2 separate regions of the Macaca mulatta genome follow, and region 1 is linked to region 2. Evidence: chromatin contacts called from public Hi-C data. All regions are on one chromosome and are shown on one strand. Each heading gives the region's core, a stretch centred on a gene start, on an enhancer-like site or on the middle of the called end of the contact. The rest is flanking DNA. Distances are from core to core; before and after follow the strand shown. Region 1 holds the start of NOC4L (nucleolar complex associated 4 homolog). Region 2 holds the start of LOC719386 (putative EP400-like protein).

Region 1 (7,649 bases), core at 3,097-5,596, 66 kb after region 2:
GCGTCATAGTTCACCACCAGCTCCACACCCTGCACATCGATGCCTCGGGCGGTGGCATCCGTGCTGATGAGCCTGCCGGGACACACAGCATCGTGGGCCTGCTGTGCCAGGAGCAGGGGCTGTGGCAGCACCGGCCCTGTGGGGGGCAGCTCAGGCCTTTCTGGGAAGTGGCTGCCATGGATCCAGGGCACAGGAAGCCGATTTGCAGAAGGGAGCACCCTTTAGAGGGCCCCAAGCTGACCCTGGAGTGGGCACCCCCACCCCACAGAGGCCCGCCCCGAAGCTGACCCTGGAGTGGGCACCCCCACCCCACAGAGGCCCGCCCCTGCCCAGGGACTCACAGCTGGATCTTCCCCTGTTCAAACTGCTTCAGGATCCTCCTCCTCTGGCCAGGGCCGTAGCGCGAGGAGAACTCAGCCACGTCCACACCCCCAAAGGCCTGCACCAGCAAGAAGAGCCTAGGCAGAGAGAAGGCTGCAGCCCCGTGATGCTGGGACCAGAGGCTGCCTCTGCCATCCCCGCCCAGCTGGGGCCTCACCTGTGGGAGTTCTCTCGGGAGTTGGTGAAGCAGAGAACCTTCGAGAAGCCCATCTCCAGGACCAGGTGCAGGACAACCAGCGGCTTAGAGCTGAGGCTGCAGGGCACGTAGTGGTGCTACGGGGACAGCAGGGGGTGGGGATGGAGGTGGGGGTTGGTTAGGGGCCCCAGGCTCCTGGCGCAACCCTCTGCCCAGCCAGTATCCCACTCACCGTGAGCCCAACAGGGAAGGCATACTTCCCCAAGTCCCCGTCCCCATCTGTATCTTCCAGGCCCCTGCGTGCCAGCCCTGTGGAGAAAAGCCGGGGCTGATGGAGGCCCAGCTGCTGCAGCTTTTCGGGGTTCTGGGTCAGAGTAGCCGAGAAGAGCAGCTTCTGCAGGGGCATCTGCGGACAGCAGGTACTGGAAGAGAAGGGGGTGTTGCTGGCACTGTGTCAGTGGCTGCCTCGAGACTCCAGGAATTCTTCACACTACCCACTGTAGAGACTACCGTGGGCCAGGGGCAAGGTGAGTCCAGCTCACAGAACAGAACGATGCGGTTCTGTGCACCAGAGCTCAAGCCAGCCTTGTCTCTTGGCACTAAGAAAGGAGAGCTACACGCAGAGGCCTCTGCTCAGGGGATGCCAGCACCTGGGCGTGCTGCTGGATACCTGGCGGCTGTCACAGCCTGGACCTGTCTTCGCTGGAGCAAGGCACAGGGGTCCGTGGGGTCCTCACTCTGGAAGGCAGCCGCCACCACCCGTGGCAGCCAGGACTGATGCATGCTGTCGATCATCCGGTCAGCCTCGTCGATGACCTGCGGGAGGCAGGGAGCCCAGGACTGGGTGGCACGGCCCTGAGCTCAAAGCCCAGGCCTCTGGGGTGGGGACTTACCAGGAAGCGGAGCTGCTGGAGGTTGAATCCTGGGGTCTGGTCGATGTGGTCCACCAGGCGGCCAGGGGTGGCTACCACGATGTCAGCCAAGCAGCGGAACCCGTCAGCACTACAGACCAAAGGGCGGCTCGAGAGAAGGAAGCTTTCTCAAGGGCTTCCGGACAGCAAGACGCTGCCTCACCCCATAGTCCCAACTCCACCCTGCGTGGGAAGGGGGCAGACGGGAGCTCCTCCTCTTCACGGGAACCAGGCGGTTAAACTTGGCGGCCCCTCCTCTGCTCCTGTGGTGCCTTAGGCCACCGGCAAGGCTGAGCAAGGACACCTTGAAAACCCCACACCCTGACGCAACCTACGTTTTCTGGACGAGGCTCTCCTGCTCCTTGGCCAGAGACTTCTGTCCCGTAATCAGGGAGACTCTCAGAGGTGTGGCATCCGTGTAGATGTTGAAAACTTTGTTCACCTGCAGGAGAAGTCTGTCACCGGCCTGGAGATAGCTGGTGTTCCCCCACTGCAGCAAAAAGGACCCCAGATCTAGTCTGGGTCACCCAGGGGCTGACCGCCGTGCACTAAGCAAGGAAGCAGAGGCTGGCGGTGCCACACTCCAGGTCTAGGGTCCGCGTACCTGCTGGGCCAGCTCCTTGGTGGGCAGCACGACCAGGGCACGGATGTGGCAGACCACTCTGGACAGCAGGGCCTGAGGAGGAAGGGGCTCCTGTGTCAGCAAGGCTGTTACCTGCCCTCTGCACACGCGCTATAGAGGAAGGGGACCCTCACACAGACCTGCACCACAGGGATGACGAAGGCCAGTGTCTTCCCACTGCCTGTCGGGGCAGAAACACAGAGGTCGCTAGGCCGGTAGCCGCCTCTGCCCACCAGAAACCCACAGGCCGCGCTCTCCAGGAGGGCAGGAATCACAGCTGCCTGGACTGGACGAAGAAAGGCGAGAGAGAAGTCACATGTTTACGCCTGGGCCTGCCGCTTCCCTGCCTGTGACCTCTGGGCTGGGCCGCTCTGCTGGAGGCCTGGGAACCACTCCCCCGAGGAATGGCACCAGGGCCCAGAGGAACACCAGCCTCAGGAGAACCATGAGCTTGAGAGTGCTGAGACCACACTTGGCACCGATGTGGCAGGGACGCCTGACCCATGGCCACGCACAGCCTTTTGTGTGGGTGCCCAGGGAGGTGTTCCCTCAGCTGCCTGCCCGGGGCTGGGGCACCTGGAAAGTAGGACGAGATGCCATGTGCCCGCAGCTGCTTCTGCAGGTCAGGGTGGACCTCAGGGATGTCCTCGATAGGAACCAGATCTTCGTTGACGTTCTTTCTGACACAGCTGGGCTCAGCCAGCCACCTTGGCAGGAAAGGCTGGACCTGCCATCAAAAAGAGAGGCCAGGTGAGCACCTTCCAGGCTCTCACGCAGCAGCAGCCCAGGGTGGCAGAGGCTGGGGGAGGGAGGCCGGGGAAACCTGTTCTGTAGTCTCCAGCTCCTCCTCAGCCCCAGGATGCACTTTTCATGCAGCCTTGACAGAAGTTCAACAGCAAAAGCAGACACCGCTCACTGAGCAAACTCACCTGTAGTCTCCCATCAACCCACAGTGGCACCCACCTTTCCGCAGCCAGGAGGCCCTGTGACCTGGTGCTCGCCTGCCCCAGCCACGCCGGCGTCCCTGCCTCGAGGCCTCTGCCTGGCATCCCCAACCCTCAACTTTGACTTGGCTTCAAGTCTTCGCATCCCAGCTCAAAGAAAACCTTCTCCACCCCGCCCTACCTAAGGTGCCCAAGCACTCTGCCAAACTTCTCCTTTTCTTCACCTGTCTCACCAGAGATCTCTACCGAAAACCACCCGTGCTAAGCAAAAACACCAAGGGCCAGGGGCTTGCGGAATGGCCTCTGACTTGCTCCTGAGGCGGTGAGCGCACAGCAGGAGACCCCCCCCGCACGTTCACGCAAGCACATCCTGCAGGAGAACTGGCGCGGCGCGACGGGATGGCAGGGGCAAGCCTAGCAGAAAAAACGGGAGCTCCGCACATGCAGGATCCAGACTCCTAGGGGATGAAACTGCAGGCCTGGCAGTGAGGCGCGTCTGTGACCCGGGAGCATTCGCTCAACGATGCCTTCCGGGGCGACCGCCACACTTAAGAATCTGCGCAGCCTCCCCTCCCACGCCGACCACCCTTCCGACAGCCGCCGCTCACCTTCGGCGCCTTCCTCCTCCCGAACCCCCCCAGCACCAGGCCGGGGACCAGGGGTCTGGCCGCCTCCTCCAGGGCCCGTCCGTCTGGGGCCGCCTCGGCGCTGGCGCTGCGCTCCCCCGGCGCCTCCTCGCTGCTCCCTGAGCTGGGCTCCCCTGGCGCATCCTCGCTGCTCCCTGAGCTGGGCTCCCCCGGCGCATCCTCGCTGCTTTCTGCGAGGCAGACACCCACCCGGCAGCGCGTCAGCACCGAGTCGCCGGCGCCCCGGAGGGAGCCCGCTCGCCCCACGACTCACCTGCGCCCGCGTCCTCGCCGTCCGCCTTCCGTCGCTTTCCCTGCCGCTCCTCCGGGCTGCCCGACTCCGCGCCGTTCACCCGCCGCCGCCGCCGGGGCCGCCGTCGCTTCCTGGTCGCCGGCTCGGTCGGTGCAGCCGCCTCGGTCGGCGCGGGCTCCCGCTGCTGCTGCCGTTCGCGGGCCCGGCTCTGCAGCCGCTCGAGCAGCGCGCGGGCCCGGCCGTGGGCCCCGGCCTCCGCGCCCTCCGGCCCCGCCGCAGCTGCCGCCTCGGGGCCCTGGTACCGCGCGACGTAGAATAGCGACATGGCCAGCGGCACGCCTGGGGCTCGGGCTCGGCGCGCGGCGATGACGTCGGCGGCACGCCTGGGACTCGGGCTCGGCGCGAAAGACGGGGTTTGGGTGCGGCGCGTAGAGATGACGTCAGACTCTACGCGCAGTGGTGACGTCAAGGGAGCGCCGGCGGCTGGGTACCGCGTTTTGCCGTGTTGGCGGCGGCATGGAGCGGGAGCCGGGCGCCGCGGGCGTTCGCCGGGCGCTGGGCCGCAGGCTGGAGGCGGTACTGGCGAGCCGGAGTGAGGCCAACGCCGTGTTCGACATCCTGGCCGTGCTGCAGGTGGGCCCGGCGGCGTCGCAGGGCCGGGGTCGCGGCCCGGGAGCGGGACTTGAACGGGGGGCTGCGGCGGCAGGGCCCTAGGAGGTTCAGAGACGGCGTTGGAGGGTCAGGGAGGGAGGCGTGTGGATCACGGGTCGGGGGTGACGGGGCTGGCGTCCCGAGGGGGAAGGGAGCAGGGGTGGGGGGCGGCCGAGGCAGGGGCGAAGGTGACAGTTCCCGGCCGGGCACCCTGCCGCCGCCTCTCCTGCAGTCTGAGGACCAGGAGGAGATCCAGGAAGCAGTCCGCACGTGCAGCCGTCTTTTTGGGGCCTTGCTGGAGCGGGGAGAGCTGTTTGTGGGCCAGCTGCCTTCTGAGGAGATGGTCATGACAGGTGAGCCCTGGAGGGCCCCGGGGCTGCTCTTCTCTTTACGTGGGTCGGAGGGAGGTTTGTCACCTTGGGATGAGCGCCCCCAAACCTGTCACAGACCGTGCAGGCTGGTGGGAGGACACACCAAGCCCCCGCGGAGGATGGATGCAGGGGTGACATGGATACTATATAGTTGCGTTTAGATGAACGCTGGACAAGGTACGACTTTTTGTCTGTGTGCTTTGCACCTATTTTGTAATTTTATGTTGATTGATCTTGACATGGTCACTTAAACTCGGAACTTTTTTTATGTCCCCGTTCTGGGGACGTGGGGTCTTGGAGTAAAGTGAGGAGATGTGGATCCTGCTCCTGGCGGCTTGCCTGAGGCAGTCCTGGGGTAGGAGCTGCTCTTCCTGTTTGCAGGGCTCAGGGAACCTGCAGGTCCCAGCACAGGTCTGGGGGCCATAGCGACCTGTTTCCACCTGTGGAGGCTGAGTAGAAGACAGTGGGAGGGTGGAGCCAGGCCTGAGACTTTGGGCGGGGCCCAAAGTGGCATATGTGGGCTGAGCCCCCTAACCTGTCTGCAGGGTGCCGGGGAGCCGCACGGAAGTACAAGGTGTGGACGAGACACCGCTATCACTGACCGCCTTAACCTGTCTGCAGGGTCCCGGGGAGCCGCACGGAAGTACAAAGTATGGATGAGACATCGCTATCACAGCTGCGGCAACCGCTTGGGAGAGCTTCTGGGCCACCCCTCCTTTCAGGTCAAGGTGGGTCATTGGGCCGCACTCATCCGTGTCCATCCCCTGCACTGCCACTCCCAGGCTATCCACAAATCAGAGGTCTGGGGCTCCCACAATTGTCCAGGGAAAGCTGCCTCCTTTCTTTGGCTCATGGGAGCGTCACCTTGTGGGCGTTCAGCCCCGTTTACAAACATGGCTATCGAGTCCTGTACTGAATATTGAAGAGGCACAACCCGTGTTCACCTCCAGAGGCATCGACGGGCATCTCTGTTGCATAGAGCACACACATCAAGCCTCGTGCCAGTCCACAGCTGTGTTTGCTCAGCCCACGCTGTGGTCTGCAGCCATGGGAATGCATTGCGAGCTTTTTTAAAATCTGTATTGAGGAATAAGTGATGCACAGTTTACCATTTAAAATTGACAAGTTAGCGTTTGTTACTGTGTTCACAGTTGTGCAGTGGTTACCACTATCCCAGAACATCTTCATCGCCCCAAAAAGAAATCCTGTACCAGTTAACATCGCTGCCATATCCCACCCCATTCCACACCAACCCCCAGACACCCACTCATTTAGTTTCTGGGTCAGTGGGTTTGCTTTCTCTAGACGCTCATCACAAGGGGGAGCATGTGGTATGTGCCTTCCACTTGTCGGTGTGTTCAGAGGCTGGTTCCTCCCTGCGGCTGAGCGGCGTCCCGTCGTGCAGCACGCACCCGTCAGCTGCGCGTGCGTTGCTGGGTATTTGGGTCGTTTCCACCTGTGGCTGTTAAGAACAGTGGACTTTGAACGTTCGTGTACAAACTTTTGTGTGAACATGTTTGTTTTGCTTGATTGTGCCTCATCAGTGGAATTACAGGGCCACACGGCAGTTCTGTTTCTAACGTCTGAGGAACTGCAAGACTGTTTTCCACAGTAGCTGCGCCATCTTACACTCCCGCTGGCAGAGTATGAGCGTTCCATACTCCACGTCTTTGCCGACGCATCTGTCTTTAGTTATAGTCGAGTTGCAGACTTCTAAAAGCTGGGAAGATACTACATGAAAATAACCAGCGTCCTGCTTTTCACAAAGAACTAATCAGTTCTGTCAACACTGGGGTCTAAGTTTGTTCATGGCTGTGATTGGCTGGAGGGAGAGTCAGGGACAGCTCTGAGACAGGCGCCTGCTCCTGTCATCCCACACGTGGCTCTTTTGCTTTGTGGTGTCATCTGCCTGGGACCTGAAAGTACTGAGTTTGCCACCCTGAGATGAGAGCTTCTGAGCCTGAATCTGAGTTGGGCAGCATGCTGGCGTCACACCCCTGTTTTCACAGCTGTGCCCAAGGGTTATGGTGGCATTCCTGTGATACAGGTGATGAGAGAGCAGTCAGGTGGCCATAAAGCAGACCTGGGCTGTGTGCCTTTCCCTGGCCAGACTCTCTCGTGAGCACTGGATTTCTTTAACTCAAGATCTTGTCATGCCCATGTCGTGGGTGGGACACGGAAGCCCGGAGTGCCATCTGGTGGCGTGTGGAACAAGAGAAGGCCAGGACGCCCTTTTCTCAGCTCTGGGCCTGGTTGTGAGGGGCTCCCTGACTGGGCTGAGCTCTGGGCCCATCTGGGGTGAGGACATCACAGCCACCCTGCACTGCCCCTTCCCAGGAGCTGGCCCTCAGTGCGCTCATGAAGTTCGTGCAGCTGGAAGGAGCACATCCCCTGGAGAAGCCCAAGTGGGAAGGCAACTACCTGTTTCCCCGAGAGCTCTTCAAGGTGAGGGCCTGGCTGGGGGGTCCCAGAGAGCCCGGCTGGGGAGTCCCAGAGGGCCCGGCTGGGGGGTCCCAGAGGGCCTGGCTGCCTGGCCAGAGCCCAGGGTGGCCCTGTAGTCGGGGCGGGGCCTGCTGAGCTGAGCCTGGCTGTTGGCTGGGACCCTCCTGCAGCTCCTGTGCGTGTGGGGTGCCTCTCATGGCCCACCCAACCAGGAGGAGGCTGAGTAGGGGCCTTGGTGGGGTGGGGCTGCCTGCCTGGGCCGTGCTGGCCTGTGCTGGGCCGGGCAGGGCTGCTCACTGGTCCTTGCCCCCA
Region 2 (7,072 bases), core at 3,761-6,260:
TTAGGATTTTTTGTATACTAAAAATCAGTTACGGCACAATAAAGATTTTCCATTTTTACATTGTATTTCATCTGCTTCCTCCCCATTCTCTCACTTTAAGTGACATTGAGGAAGGTATTCTGTCCCATATGTTTCTGTGGACAGCGATACGGCAGGATTCAGTGAAATCAACTGCGGAGCTCACTTTTGAGCTCTTGATAAGAAATTTGGAGAAAAGTAAAAATCAAGCTTTGATAAAACAGAAGAAATTAATCTTTTAGTTAGGTGAACATATCAAAGCAGAGGACTGGAATCTGTTTCTTCTAACCAAACCCGTTCTCCCTGACTCGGCATGTGCCGTGAGAGCGCAGCTTGCCGGAGGGAGGGCCGCTCTGTGGGCCTCGGATCTGGCTCCCGGTGGAAATGTTTACTCCTCCTCATCCAGAAATGTGCAGAACTGAAGTATTTAGGAATTCTGCCTTTGTCATCTGTTTTAATTTGCGTGCCCTGTTCGGTTTTTTTGTCTTTCCCAAATCTTGCTGTTCTCTTTATAGGTGAAGATAAAATGTTGAGTGCACTTACTTTAGAATATCCTAGCCATAACTTAAGTAAAAGCGCTCTATTAATCTGAAACACTACAAGAGAATTTAGCAACATCTCTCAAAAGCTTTTTTGGAGAGATGAACAGGATTCTGAATATTTGCAATGTGGAGTTCCAGCCCCGATCTCACGTCAGTGAGGGTCTCCTGTCGAGATCTCAAGGGTGTTTCCTTTGGCTGTTCCCTAATACAAAATATGGACATATTTTTACTCGTAGCACTCAATTTAGTAACTTCTAGATGCTACCGTTGACCTGAGTTAATTTCACTTTGTCTTGTAAGTAAAAATTCTCCTTTCAGTATATTATTTTCTTGGCCTTCCATTTTAAAGGTTAAAGTTTCTAACCTAAGAATTAAGTACGCATTCAGGAAGCTGTTGTCTAGGCCCCTTGTGAATCTGGGTTCATTCCAATACGGCAAGTAAGAGTTGGAAACTTTGAGAACACGGACTATAAAGGCAGCAGCCCAAACACTGTCAGACTCTAATTGGCCACCCTGGGAAACAGTTGCCCTGTTATTCTTTAAAGAAAGACGTTTATTCTAATGAAAGCCAGACTGTTTTTAAAGCATGTGGCAGGAAGCAGAAGGTTGGATCCAAGCCCTTGTTCAGATTTGGTGCCTGATAAGACGGGGGTTTCTCTTTTTGTGACCTTTATTATTATTTTGTTAACTGTTGTAACCAGTTAGCTGTTGTGTTTTAAAATAGAAAGGAACCAGACTGAAATTGTAAATACTTTGTAAACATAAGCATTTGTACTTGAATAGTAGGATTTTAAAGGGCATTGATAGCCTACCAAACAAAAGGCAAAATAAAGTGACCTTTTTCTATATGTTATCATTTCGTCTTTCATAGAAAACTGGTATTTCAGTAAAAATGAGATGCTGATTGGGTTTTTCATTTGTGTGAGGAAAAAACAAAACCAAACAAGTAATGTTGGAGCCAGAGGTGTTCCCCTCACCCACTCTTCCGTGGCCATAGAAGGACCTGGAAGGAACAGAAACCACATTCACTGAGTCCACCAGGCAGCCGCTTCCCAAAGCCGCATGTGGAGGAAAGAGCCGGCGCCGCCCTGCCCCACGTGGCCTGCCAGCCACACAGCACCTGTCGTCACTGTCCTGGGGGCCATGGTGGCCCCGTGTGGCCTGCCAGCTGCACAGCACCCATCGTCACTGTCCTGGGGGCCATGGTGGCCCCGTGTGGCCTCGCAGTGCCTGTCGTCACTGTCCTGGGGGCAATGGTGGCCCCGTGTGGCCTGCCACTTGCACAATACCTGTCATCACTGTCCTGGGGGCCATCGTGGCCCCGTGTGGCCTGCCACCCGCACAGCACCCGTTGTCACTGTCCTGGGGGCCATGCTGGCACCAGTGTCCTTCCACACCCAGTCCATGTGCCCGAGTAAGGGCAGGGACACCTGCTCACAGGTGCTCACCACCAAAAACGCCTGTGAGCAGGTGGCCTGGGAATTGTTGCTTCTCTTTTTCTTCTGCATTTGGACTTTTCTTCGTTTCGTTTTAAATCTGATTACAAAAATCAATGCATACTTTTAATTGAAAATACCTGCATTATGCAAAGTAAAGAAGCATCCCAGAAGCCCACGGTTAGTTTTGGTATCTTTTCTCCCACCACAAAAACGGGAGTTCACGGGCCACATGGCCCTGCAGCTTTGGGCTTCCACTTCAGGTCTTCCAGATTGAAAGCTCCCAGGGTCTGGGTGCACACTTGGTGTCTGCAGGTGATAGTGCAGATACCAGGGTGGGTGGGAAAGCCAGCTGCAAAGCCCGGCTGGTGCCCCCTGGCCCCTGGGGGTCTGTACTGCAGTGCCTGGTGTACCTGCGGCTCCATGCCTACCAACCACGTAACCAGGGGTGGGTGACTTCCTTCTTCAAGGCCTCTGCGTCCCCATGTCCCCTCTCCTAAGGTGGCTTGAGGATCCAGTGCAACATTTGGTGCTGCACTTGGAGTCCGTCTTTTATACTCCCAGTGGAGAGGACTGCAGGTTTTGCAAAGGCTACTGTTTCTGTCATCCTGACCCCACCATCACGTCTTTGCCAAGTGTGCCGGTGGCAGCAGGCCCTACGGCGGGCTTATCTGGCCTTGAGCCTGTTTCTGTTTGCTGTCCAGTAGCGACCGGGGGCCAGTGGGTGAAGCGATTGTGCCTGCACACAGCCGTCAAGACCTTAAGGTAGCCTCTGAGCCCAGAGTGTGTTGTGTCACCTCCTACTCAAGATGTCAGATCTTGTGACAGCTGCCCACCAGCATCCCAGAGTTGGGCGTTGTGATCCAGGGAACAGGAGGGGAGATTCCTTTGCTGTGGGGTGTCCTGCTATGCTGTTGCTGCAGCATCTGTTCCCCCTGGCCACATTCATTTTTCTGAAGGTCGCATTCTATTGGGTAGATCATGCTGTATACATTCGGCGGAAGGTAGTGCAGCCTCTACAAACAAGAAAGTACAGCTGTGGTGGGGGGCGTGTTTGTGAAGTATGCTACCAGGATGGAGCTGGTCATATGCCTGGATGTGCGTAGAATATCCTGCAAGTATTTGCCCCTGCATGTGGTGTATTCTACGTCCATGAGTTGAACCGACCAAGGATCGAAAATATTCAGAAACAAAAATGTGTCTATACTGAATATATAGAGACCTTTTTTTGGGGGGGGTTATTATTTCCGAAACAATGCTGTATACCAACTATTTACATGGCATTCACATTGCATTCAGTATTATAAGTAACCCAGAGATTAAAGTATACAAGAAGATGTTTTCAAGTTATATGCATTTTGCATCAAGGACTTGAGCCTCTCGGATTTTGGCATCCATGGGAGGTCCTGAGGGACGCTTGTATGTTGTGTTAGCACTGCCTCTGTGGAGGGAGAGACTGGGGGGAAAGGATCAAGGGGTATTTACTCTGCACTGTTATGCACATCCTTTTAACTGTTTACGTAGTTTGCCAAGTGCATGAATTTTTGTGTGTGTGGTGGGGGCAGGGTGGGGGTGGGGACAGTCACTCTGTCACCAGGCTGGAGTGCAATGGGGTGATCTCCGCTCACTGCAACCTCCGCCTCCCAGGTTCAAGTGATTCTCCTGCCTCAGCCTCCCAAGTAGCTGGGATTACAGGCACGCACCACCACGCCTGGCTAATTTTTGTATTTTTTAATAGAGATGGGCTTGCGCCATATTGACCAGGCTGGTCTCGAACTCCTGGGCTCAAGTGATCTGCCTGCCTTGGCCTCCCAAAGTGCTGGGATTACAGGTGTGAGCCACCGTGCCCGGCCATGGATTAATTTTTAAAATAAGGCCCTATCAGCTTGTCACATGGTCCCCTACTCGGGAACCTTTATTTCCAACGTCCTGCCTGATTTTGTGTAGCCACCTGCACTCTGACCAGCCCCCAGAGCAGCATCTTTCTTCCCCCTTTGCAGCCCTTTCCTGTCTCCCTGACTTTGTACTTTTCTCCTTTGTTGTAAAGTATTTCTCCTCCTTTGAAGACCACCCCACATAACTGAGCATTCATTCATTCATTTATTCATTTCTCCCCAGTGTTCTCCTCCTCCAGTAGTACCTTGGGCTGAACAATAGTATTTATTTCTCCAGCTGTAGTGTGGTTCTGTTTTATCCCTAGTCAATGAATGTTTAATGTAGTGTATTTCATGCCAGCTTTACCACTAGTGCTGGAGTGGCGGAAGAACAATACTTGGCTATTCAAGAAAATCAAAGCTGATCAGAGATGGATAAATTACTGGTTTATTCAGCTGTTTATGAAATACATACTATGTGGCAGTTTAGACAACTAAGTTATAGTTGTCAGCAAAATAAAAAAGGGGGTTGCATGCTAGCAGGTCAGATAAAATAATTCAGGGGATAAGTACCACGAAGAAATGGGTAGGTGGTAAGTGATACGGGTTTCACTCTTAAGTAGATGGGCAGGTTATGCAGGGGGAGGAGCCTGATGCACAGTTCCAAAGCTGAACTATCTACAGTGGACACGATGAAACCAGGGACATGTCCCACCATTTCAGTGGTCACAGGCAAGAGAAAGGGCTCTTCTTGTGGATCTTCGGATCCCACGTAACATCTCACCTTCCTAGGCACCCCGACTCCCCTGCCGGATTTAAAACAGACCTCAGCCCGCCCCATCCCGGCTGCTTTGCCTGGTGCTCCCCTCCCCGCCTAGACTGTAGGACCCACGAAGGGAGCCGCTAGCTGTGCTTGTCAGTGTGACCAGCGCTCAGCAGCTGTCCGGCGGGCGGGCGGGCAAATACAACTCAGTGTCCAGTGGGTGCGAACGAACGAACGAACTAGTTCTGGGCGGAGCCAGAGGCGCGCGCCGGCGCGGACCGAGGCCTGGCCCTGCCCGCCCCGCCCCCTCCGGGTCCGCTGGGCGCTGATTGGTCCGAGTCTCGCCTGCGCAGTGCCGGGCCGGCTCCCGCACTTGCGCACTGGCTCCGCGTCGGCCGGCCGGTTTGGTCGGTTGTGGTGGCCTCGCCGCCCAGTCCGCTGTCGCAGCGCTCATCCGCGCCGGGAGCCCTTGGCTGCGTCGCCCGGCAGCCGCGGTGAGTGACGGCCCGCGTATCCGCTGCCGGGGCCGTGGCCGGCCTGAGGGGTTGGCCCTACCCTCGGCCCCCGACCGCCCACACCCGCCGGTTGCCCTCGAGGCTCCCCGGCCGCGCGCTCCCCTCTCTCCGTCCCATCACCCGGTGACCCCGGCTGGGCGAACGCCCACCGCTCCCTCAGGGACCTCCTCCCCGTGACACGACCCCCGTGAACGCCCACCCCTCCCTCAGGGACCCCCTCCCCGTGACACGACCCCCGTGAACGCCCACCCCTCCCTCAGTGACCCCCTCCCCGTGACACGACCCCCGTGAACGCCCACCCCTCCCTCAGTGAACCCTCCCCCGTGACATGACCCCCCCGGAAAGACCCACCCCTCCCTCAGTGACTCTGCCCCCGTGAGGGCCCACCCCCCCTGCGACTCCTCCCCCTGCGACTCCTCCCCCTGCGACCCCTCCCCCTGCGACCCGTCTCCCCAGGACCCGCTAACTGCCCCTTTCCCGCCTTCCCTCCCCCCACCCCCGCTCCCCCATCACCCCGTTTTCTGGTGACTGCTTCCCCCCATCCCGTGACCCAAACCCCCTGACCTCCCACCCCTTCCCCGGTGACACGATCCCTGTGACCGTCCGGCCCGGTAACCGCCCCTTCCCCCCATGACCCTTCACCCCGTCCCCGGGTGCCCACCGCCGTCACTGCCGCCCGCCTGGTTCCCGCCTCGGGAGACCGCCGCTGTCTCCGGTGCTGATGCCGCCTCTCCCTTTGGCCCCCTGTCCTCGGTGTGCCAATCCCTGAGGTCCGGGCCTGGTCTGCACTCCAGGAGGGACCAGTGCGCTTAGGGTGTGGTGCACCGGAGCAATGAAGTTGATTCCACAGACTGCCCGGCAGCTGCCCCAGAACTGACCACGGACCCCTCCGCGGGTCCTGCTCCTGACAAGGGCCTTCCGGTACTGGGAGTTTTGTGTTAGTGGAAAGGAAGAATCTAATAATACCACCAGCTTTACAGTAAAGACTGCGAATTGACACTTTTTATAATAAAGACACTTATCTTGCCCAAGAGCTAGGTTAATATTTCCTCCTTACCAAAAGGTTGGTTTACTTACAGTTAACTGGCTGAAAGTTTGCATCTTAGGCTTACTTGTACCACTCCAGGCGGGCTAGTTGGCGTTGGTTTCCATCTGTCAAACTGGATGGCAGTACCACTGGCTGTTGGGGGCTCACGACCAGAGGGTCTTGTCTGGGAACCACAGTGAGTGCTGTTACCACAGCTCGGCAGCACTGAAGGTACCTCTCAATCCACGTAGTGCCCCCACCTTATCTTCAGGGGATATGGTCCAACACCCCAGTGGATGCCTGAAATCGAGGATAGTAGTGAACACTACACATACTGTTTTCTTATGCATCCATCCATGTCTACGATAAAGTTTAATTCACAAACTAGGCACAGGAAGAGATTAATAATAGCTAATAATAAAATAGAACAATCGTAACAATATACTGTAATAAAAGTCGTGAAAGTGATATCTCTCTCCTAAAATATCTTACTGTATTGTACGCATGTGTTTTTGAACTGCAGTTCACTGAGGGTCACGAAACCATGGATAAGGGGAGACTACAGTAGTTTCTTTTCCCGCTGTGTTATTGAGACTTCAAAACTAACCAAATTGTTTGTTGAATGGAGTTGTCCAAGGTGTACAGAATGACAGCTATAACACAAAGGTATTTCACTGACGTCTCTGTCGTGTTTTTGCTAAACTAAGACACTTTTAAAAATTAATACTTATGCCGGGTGTGGTGGCTCATGCCTGCATTTTGGGAGGCCGAGGCAGGCAGATCACCTGAAGTCGGGAGTTGGAGACCAGCCTGACCAACATGTAGAAACCCATCTCTACTAAAAATACAAAAAAATATATATATATATATAGCTGGGTGTGGTGGTGCTTGCCTGTA

The links. A called contact is a pair of places that touch in the nucleus more often than the background predicts.
Region 1: a Hi-C map of liver shows a contact between it and region 2, with 2.1 times the contacts expected there. The contact joins the promoter of NOC4L here to the promoter of LOC719386 in region 2. A contact is called at or near these places in 2 of 14 Hi-C or Micro-C datasets (fetal cortex germinal zone and liver).

What each region holds. Positions count from the first base shown.
Region 1 is chr11:139,525,866-139,533,514 of T2T-MMU8v2.0, forward strand. NOC4L (nucleolar complex associated 4 homolog) reads left to right here and starts at 4,347. Exons shown (of 15, transcript NM_001258179.1): 1 at 4,347-4,506; 2 at 4,757-4,877; 3 at 5,517-5,623; 4 at 7,233-7,340. The coding sequence starts at 4,390. It overlaps DDX51 (DEAD-box helicase 51), which reads right to left and starts at 4,254. Exons shown (of 15, transcript XR_013401702.1): 1 at 3,895-4,254; 2 at 3,603-3,811; 3 at 2,627-2,777; 4 at 2,191-2,336; 5 at 2,033-2,104; 6 at 1,764-1,870; 7 at 1,411-1,519; 8 at 1,188-1,333; 9 at 750-939; 10 at 539-654; 11 at 342-439; 12 at 1-72.
Region 2 is chr11:139,459,652-139,466,723 of T2T-MMU8v2.0, forward strand. LOC719386 (putative EP400-like protein) reads left to right here and starts at 5,011. Exons shown (of 5, transcript XM_015109728.3): 1 at 5,011-5,127. It overlaps EP400 (E1A binding protein p400), which reads left to right. Exons shown (of 53, transcript XM_077955877.1): 53 at 1-1,408.